Linked DNA regions of Hordeum vulgare: region 2 is linked to region 1. A link is a contact called in public Hi-C data. All regions are on one chromosome and are shown on one strand. The core of a region is the stretch at or near the end of the contact, and the rest is flanking DNA. Distances in the headings are between cores, read along the strand shown.

Region 1 (3,176 bases), core at 420-2,919:
TTTCCCGTAACCCTTGCAACATTTTAGCACATGCAATATGGGTGAAATGAAGATACCATGCCAAGTTTCAGCCTTTTCTGAGTTGATTTGTAACGCTTTTCAATTTAGGGTCATTTAGCTCAAAAAATCATTTAATGTATGGAAAATGGCAAATGAGGTGAGAAAGGGTTTAAAATTTATGAGGGGTCTTTGAATTATGCATATTGAGGGAATAAAAAGTGTGGAGTTGAAATAAGATTAAAAAATGAATTGACTTTGAAAGAGATGAGTATTCGTCCGGAACCCTGATACTTCGAAAGAGATAGTCCAGTTTGTACACACGAAGTGCATCATGTTTTTACCGTAACCCTTCCAATTTTTTAGCACATGTCATGTGGGTGAAATGATGATACCATTCCAAGTTTCAGCCTTTTCCAAGTTGATTTGTAGGGCTTTTCAATTTCAAGGCCATTTAGCTAAAAAAAATCATTTAGTGCATGGAAAATAGCATATAAGGTGAGAATACAAAATACTGAATGAGGTAAGAATACAAAAAACCCTTATATTTACACAAAGACATAAATACAAAATACTCACATCATATTTACACAGGGACATAAATATAAAATACTCGTCAAGGCAGTACATAATAATTGCTAGAGATAGAATTGTTCATAATACACGTTGTGAGCACTACTCATCTGAATCAGAATATCCCCAAATTGGTAGTGGTGGTGGTGGTGCTTGAGTACGAGGTGACGCTCGCCATAGTTCATAATTCGAATCCCGCGGTAAAACTCGTATGCAACGTATGCATCTTTTGCTGCATACTCAATGTTGATACCGTCAAATGGGGTCCTCTCCCACTTTTTGTGCTGAACCGAGGGTAATTTGATATTCATATCAGCGTACTCCTCGTCGATCAGGGCGACTACCATAGGAGCCATCGAAGTCCTCTAATGTTCAAGCCTAAATATGTCTTTGATATCAATGTGGTAGTCTGTTGGTATATATATCTCAATACTGAAGTTGTGCCTCATCTTGAACTTGTCATTCCTTGTATCAACGCTAGCAAAACGTATGCCGTCAATCATATCACTGAAATACGTACATTGCAATTAATTTTCGTAGTAACATGCAGGGGTGTGCTTCTGTGCATCCTCTTAATTAAATATCCTCTTGGGTAAAAAGAGTATGGTAATCATTTCACGAGGACGATTGCTGAGGCAGGGACCTAAAGCTGATGCTCACCATTTGCGGGAGGATCTGTTGCGCCCACAACAATGGGACATCAAGCAAGGAGAAGCAGCCAAGTAGCTAGTAGCCCTGATCGCGATGCCGGCAGGGAATCAGGCGACGCCAAACCATTCTTCCTTTATTGTAGTCACTCAACTTTGCGCGCTATCAAGCTGGAATCCTACTAGCGTTCTCTTTTCAGAATGATGCTTGACAGATTGACACGGGAAAAACTGGAGTGTACACATCTTCACCTCAGTGCTTGATTTGACTCGAGCTGATAGATATGTCGATTCCTTTTCGCAAAGTGTGTCAATTATCACATCTTTTGAAAACCTTCCCTGGTAATCTAACATGTCGTGGCTGCGCATGAATCTCTTATTCTTATCCTCAACGGGATGTAAAGTAGGAGACGAAGGGTTACATATACAGATGCCGAGCCAGTAGCCCTGAAACAAAGCCTGAACTGATCGTCCGTTGAGAGGGCAGCAGAAATCCAGGAGCGCAAGGCGGCAGAGTAAGGCAGCCAATTGGCTTTACTACTGGCTGGCAAGGAAATGGGTCACCAAGGTGCCCCGAGAACTTATCGTCTATTCTATTTTGTCATGTGCTAATCAATTACATTCAAAATATAGTTGATTCATCATGCTCTGCTGCTGACTGATCGACTTCGACTGCTGCAGGCCACGTTGTAGACACGATGGTTCAGATGACCAATCGTCTGAAAGGTGAATTAGAAGCCCTGCCCTCACCCCAGGCGCAGGTCGGCGACAGGCGCCCTCCTCCTTGCCGCATCATCGTCGGCAAGGTCCGCGACCAAACGCGTAACGTCGACAAGGAAGAGTACGACCCTGACCACCTCGCCATCGGCCCGTACAACTACCCGCGCCGGCACCTCGCCATGGAGCGCGAGAAGCTGATGAGCCTGAAAATGGTGCTCACGGCTGCCAGGGCTCGGAGACCCGGGACGCCGGTGGAGGTGGACATGTACGTCAACGAGCTCAAATGCCTGGAGGAATCTGTGAGGAAGTGCTACGACAACACGTTTCCTGACATAAAGAGCGAGCAATTCGTGCGCATGCTCCTCCTCGACGGCTGCTACATACTCTCCTGCCTGGTCGACCTCCAACCCCGTTCACAACCCATGGACGATGCTGCGTCGGGGACTGCAAATGCAGGCGTCCTGGCAGCGAACGGGGCCGAGGCGCCGGCGACTACAAATGCAGGAGTCCTTTCAGCAGCGAACGTGGCGGAGTCGCCGAGGACTGCAAATGCAGATGCAGGCGTCCTTTCAGCAGCGAACGGGGCGGAGGCGCCGAGGACTGCAAATGCAGACGTAGGCGACGTGTCAGAGAGGAGGGTCGAGGTCGAGGCGCTGACCGTGCTCCGCGATGTGTTCTACCTTGCAGAGAACCAGATACCTTTTTTTGTCCTTGGGAAGATTGGGGATCTGACGGGTTTGGAAGGTAACAATGGCGTGATTACAGAGGCTGCCAAGTATGCTCTCAATCTTATGAGGGCACAAAAGTACGAAATGGCCGCGTCGGCATCGGAGCCGACGGTGCCAGGTAATCTTCTCCATCTTCTTCACATGTACTTGAAGCCTGCACGGTCCATCTCTCCTGCTGCACCAGTCAGCGGGACCGTGCGCCGGTGGCGCTCAGCGACGGATTACTACTTCGCCGGGGTGGTTTTCAAGCGTCGAGAGATGAGCCAGACATGGTGTTCAAGAACCGGGGTGATGCTCGCACCACGTTGCATCCTCGACGTGAAGCTGAGCAGCGGCGGTGGCACGCTGGAGGTCCCCGTCCTCGACATCGACGCCGAGACATGGCGGCTGCTGCGCAACCTGATGGAGCTGGAACAGCGGAACCGGGAGACGGTCGGGAGCGACGTCACGGCGTACTGCGTGTTCATATCCCAGGTGGCCTGCACCTCAAAGGACGTGGAGCTGTTGACGA
Region 2 (3,176 bases), core at 379-2,878, 37 kb after region 1:
ATTAGGCAAATTAACAATCTCGAACATGTGCATGTCATATGCACCCATCTGAATGGAGTAATAAACATTAATATTTTATTGTTACTCCCGTATTTTTATTTACTATACATATATATTAGGTTTGTCCTAAATTGAATTTAATGATATTGGTTCCGTATAGTAGATGTTAATAATTCAATATAAAATGATGAAATTTTACAAAGTTTGACTTCAAACGTTTAGTATGCTGAGTTGATTAAAATGGAGAAAGTACATATGTGATGAACAAAAATTAGCATCAAAATTGCCCCCCCCCCCCCCCCCCCCGACACACAAACAAAAGCATAGCATCCAGCCATACCACTCGTGCATCCTCCTTCCATGAGTACCATGAGATATCTGTTAGTTGGTCATAAAGATGTCGGTGGTGAGATGAGATGTAAATTCAGGTATGACATGCAACAATGAAAGCATTGTATATTTAGATGTTGATATTTATATAGAGTTCATTAAGCAATCTATTCCATTTTCACATTAAACATACCATGTAAAAATGGTTCTACAAGCATCGGAACAAATATTAATGTAAAATTGTTTGTTTTTAATCGTTATATTCCAGGACTGAAATATATACGCCTACAATATATTCATGACATACCATATTTATCCTATAGTAACAAATAATCGCCAAAAAACTAAGGGGCCTCACACGTCGTCTATTGTATGAAGCGGGTTGTCCGTTACTTTTTCTATTTTCCTGCCACAAGCGCCTTGTTCCAAAGCTCGTTCCTGCAACAAGCTCCTAGTTGAAAAACGTGTTCTCTTTTTTCATGCAACAAGACTTTTGTTGCAAATATAATTCCCGCAACAAGATCTCGTCTATTCCCCTTTCTATTTTCCTACCACAAGCGCCTTGTTGCAAAGTTTATTCATGTGACAAGATCCCAGTTGCAGAACTTGTTCTCCTTCTTCCTCCAACAAGACTCTTGTTGCAAACATAATTACTACAGCAAGATCTCAGTTGCAAAATTTGTTCTCTTTCTTTCAACAAAACTCTTTTTACAAACGTAATTCCTGCAACCACACCTCAGTTGCAAAATTTGCAATAAGAAAAAAATGTGAGAGGTGGTGCAGGCTCACGTGGGTACGTGGCACACAGGGAAGACAGTGGACGTTTCGTGGGATCCGTCGGGTGATGAGAATCTTTTCCCAAAAAATAATGAATCAAACTAGAAGTTTGACCTGAAAACCCTTTGTTAGTGGACCGAGGACAATTTGATGAATTGTATTTTAAATGGATAAACATTTTTCAAAAATGATGAAATTTTTAAATATTTGTGAAATTTTTTCCAATTCAACGAACTTTTTAAATGTTTTTTCCAATCCATGAACATATTTTAAAACTCTGCGAACTTTTTAAAAGTTTGTGAACATTTTTTTAGATTACAGTGAATTTTTACAAATTGATGAACTTTTTCTTTCTCAAAATTTGTGAACCATGTTTCGCTTTTATGAACTTTATTTGTTAATTTGTTTTGTATTTTCTGTAATAAAATTCGTCATGTAATTGGACCGGCCCATTTTGCAGGGCGTGTGGTGCTGCTTCTCCTAGCCGGCGCTTAAGACACCGACTAGGAGCTCCCCTGGTTCAGGCGCCAGAAATCCTCCTTGGCGCCTACTACAGCGCCCAGTTGGGCCAGCCAACAAAACACCACAGCGTCAAAATTGATATTATGGTAACAGCGCCGCAAAAATAAAAGCTCTCTCCATGTTTTGAACTCGCAATGTTATACTAACTTACGTGTTGTACTGACCACTTGACCTACCGGCCATTAGTGATAGGTACCAGCACCAAACGCGTAATAAAAATGTCACCGCACTATTTTATTGCACAAAACTGTATTGGTGTATGTTTTTGAATTATTGAAACAAAAAAATCAGGAATTTGAATAGGTTCATATATTTTGAAAAAAGGTTCGTCAATTTTCAAGAAAAGTTCATGAATTTGAAAAAGCGTTCATCAATTTTCACATAAAAGCTCATTAAATCTAAAAAATGTTTGAGTATTGAAAAAAGTATATGGAATTAGAAAACAAATTCATCTATCTTCAAAAAGTTCATCAAAATTGAAGAAGTTCATCGATTTTGAAAAACACATCAATTTTTTAAAAAGTTTAATACTTTTAAGAAAAGTGCACCGATTTGGAATAAAAGTTCATGGATTTTTTAAAAACAATGTTCATCGATTCAAAGAAAAAGTTCATCAATTTAAAATCATACATGTAAGGAAAAGAAATAAATATAAAAATAACAAAGAACAGGAAAAATAGAAAAGATAAAGAAATGCGCATTGGAGAACTTTTATTCCAAAATGGGCCGGTCCAGTTACAGGACGGATTTTATTACAGAAAAACAAAACAAATTAACAAAAAAAGTTCATAAAAGCGAAACACGGTTCACAAATTTTGAGAAAAAAAAAGTTCATCAATTTGTAAAAATTCACTGTAATCTAAAAAAATGTTGAATTTTTTTTAAAAAGTTTGCAGAGTTTCATAATTTGTTCATGGAATGGAAAAAAACTTTTAAAAAGTTCGTTGAATTGAAAACAAATTCACAAATATTTAAAAAATTCATCATTTTTGAAAAATGTTTATCCATTTAAAAAACAATTCATCAATTTTGAAAATAGTTCATCAAAAATTCAAAAAAGTTCATCGATATTCGAAAATGTTCATAGAATTTTAATAAACAATTGTAAAATGTTAAAAAGGTTCATTGATTTAGAAAAATGTTTTCTTGAAAAAAGGTGAATAAAAATATGTGTGTTTTTTGATAAAATGAAAAATTATATTAGAAATAAAGTAAAAATGAAAAAGGTAATAAAAAACAGTAAAGAAAAGACAAATGGAAAAATAGAAAACTGAAGAAAAACCAGTCCCGAAAAACCCATCTAGGAAGCTTCCTGAAACTTCACAAAACCCAAAAAACCTCCCTACTGCTGGGCCGGCCCATGATCGAATCCTGCAGGTGCCAGTTAAGAAACATCCACTTCAACCGGTGTCTGCAACATCAAATAGGATTTGCCCAATAGAACCTCCCTTGGACACATGTGTGTATGAAAAAAACAGATCAACACCGATTCTATCATGGGCTTAGCAGATTTATCCTGGCCTGCACATATATCTCTCTCTCCTTCT

The links. A called contact is a pair of places that touch in the nucleus more often than the background predicts.
Region 2: a Hi-C map of leaf shows a contact between it and region 1, with 3 times the contacts expected there. The contact joins the enhancer-like site here to the promoter of LOC123441003 in region 1. A contact is called at or near these places in 3 of 6 Hi-C or Micro-C datasets (leaf and seedling).

The regions. Positions count from the first base shown.
Region 1 is chr3H:601,690,214-601,693,389 of MorexV3_pseudomolecules_assembly, forward strand. It overlaps LOC123441003, which reads left to right and starts at 1,670. Exons shown (of 2, transcript XM_045117535.1): 1 at 1,670-1,785; 2 at 1,899-3,176. The coding sequence starts at 1,773.
Region 2 is chr3H:601,727,278-601,730,453 of MorexV3_pseudomolecules_assembly, forward strand. No RefSeq gene overlaps it. Among protein-coding and RNA genes, the nearest start is that of LOC123441003, 37 kb to the left of the region's middle. Within about 2 kb of position 1,629, at least 3 of the 3 cell types and tissues checked have open chromatin away from gene starts, as enhancers often do. A contact at or near this core is called in leaf and seedling, where this site is marked.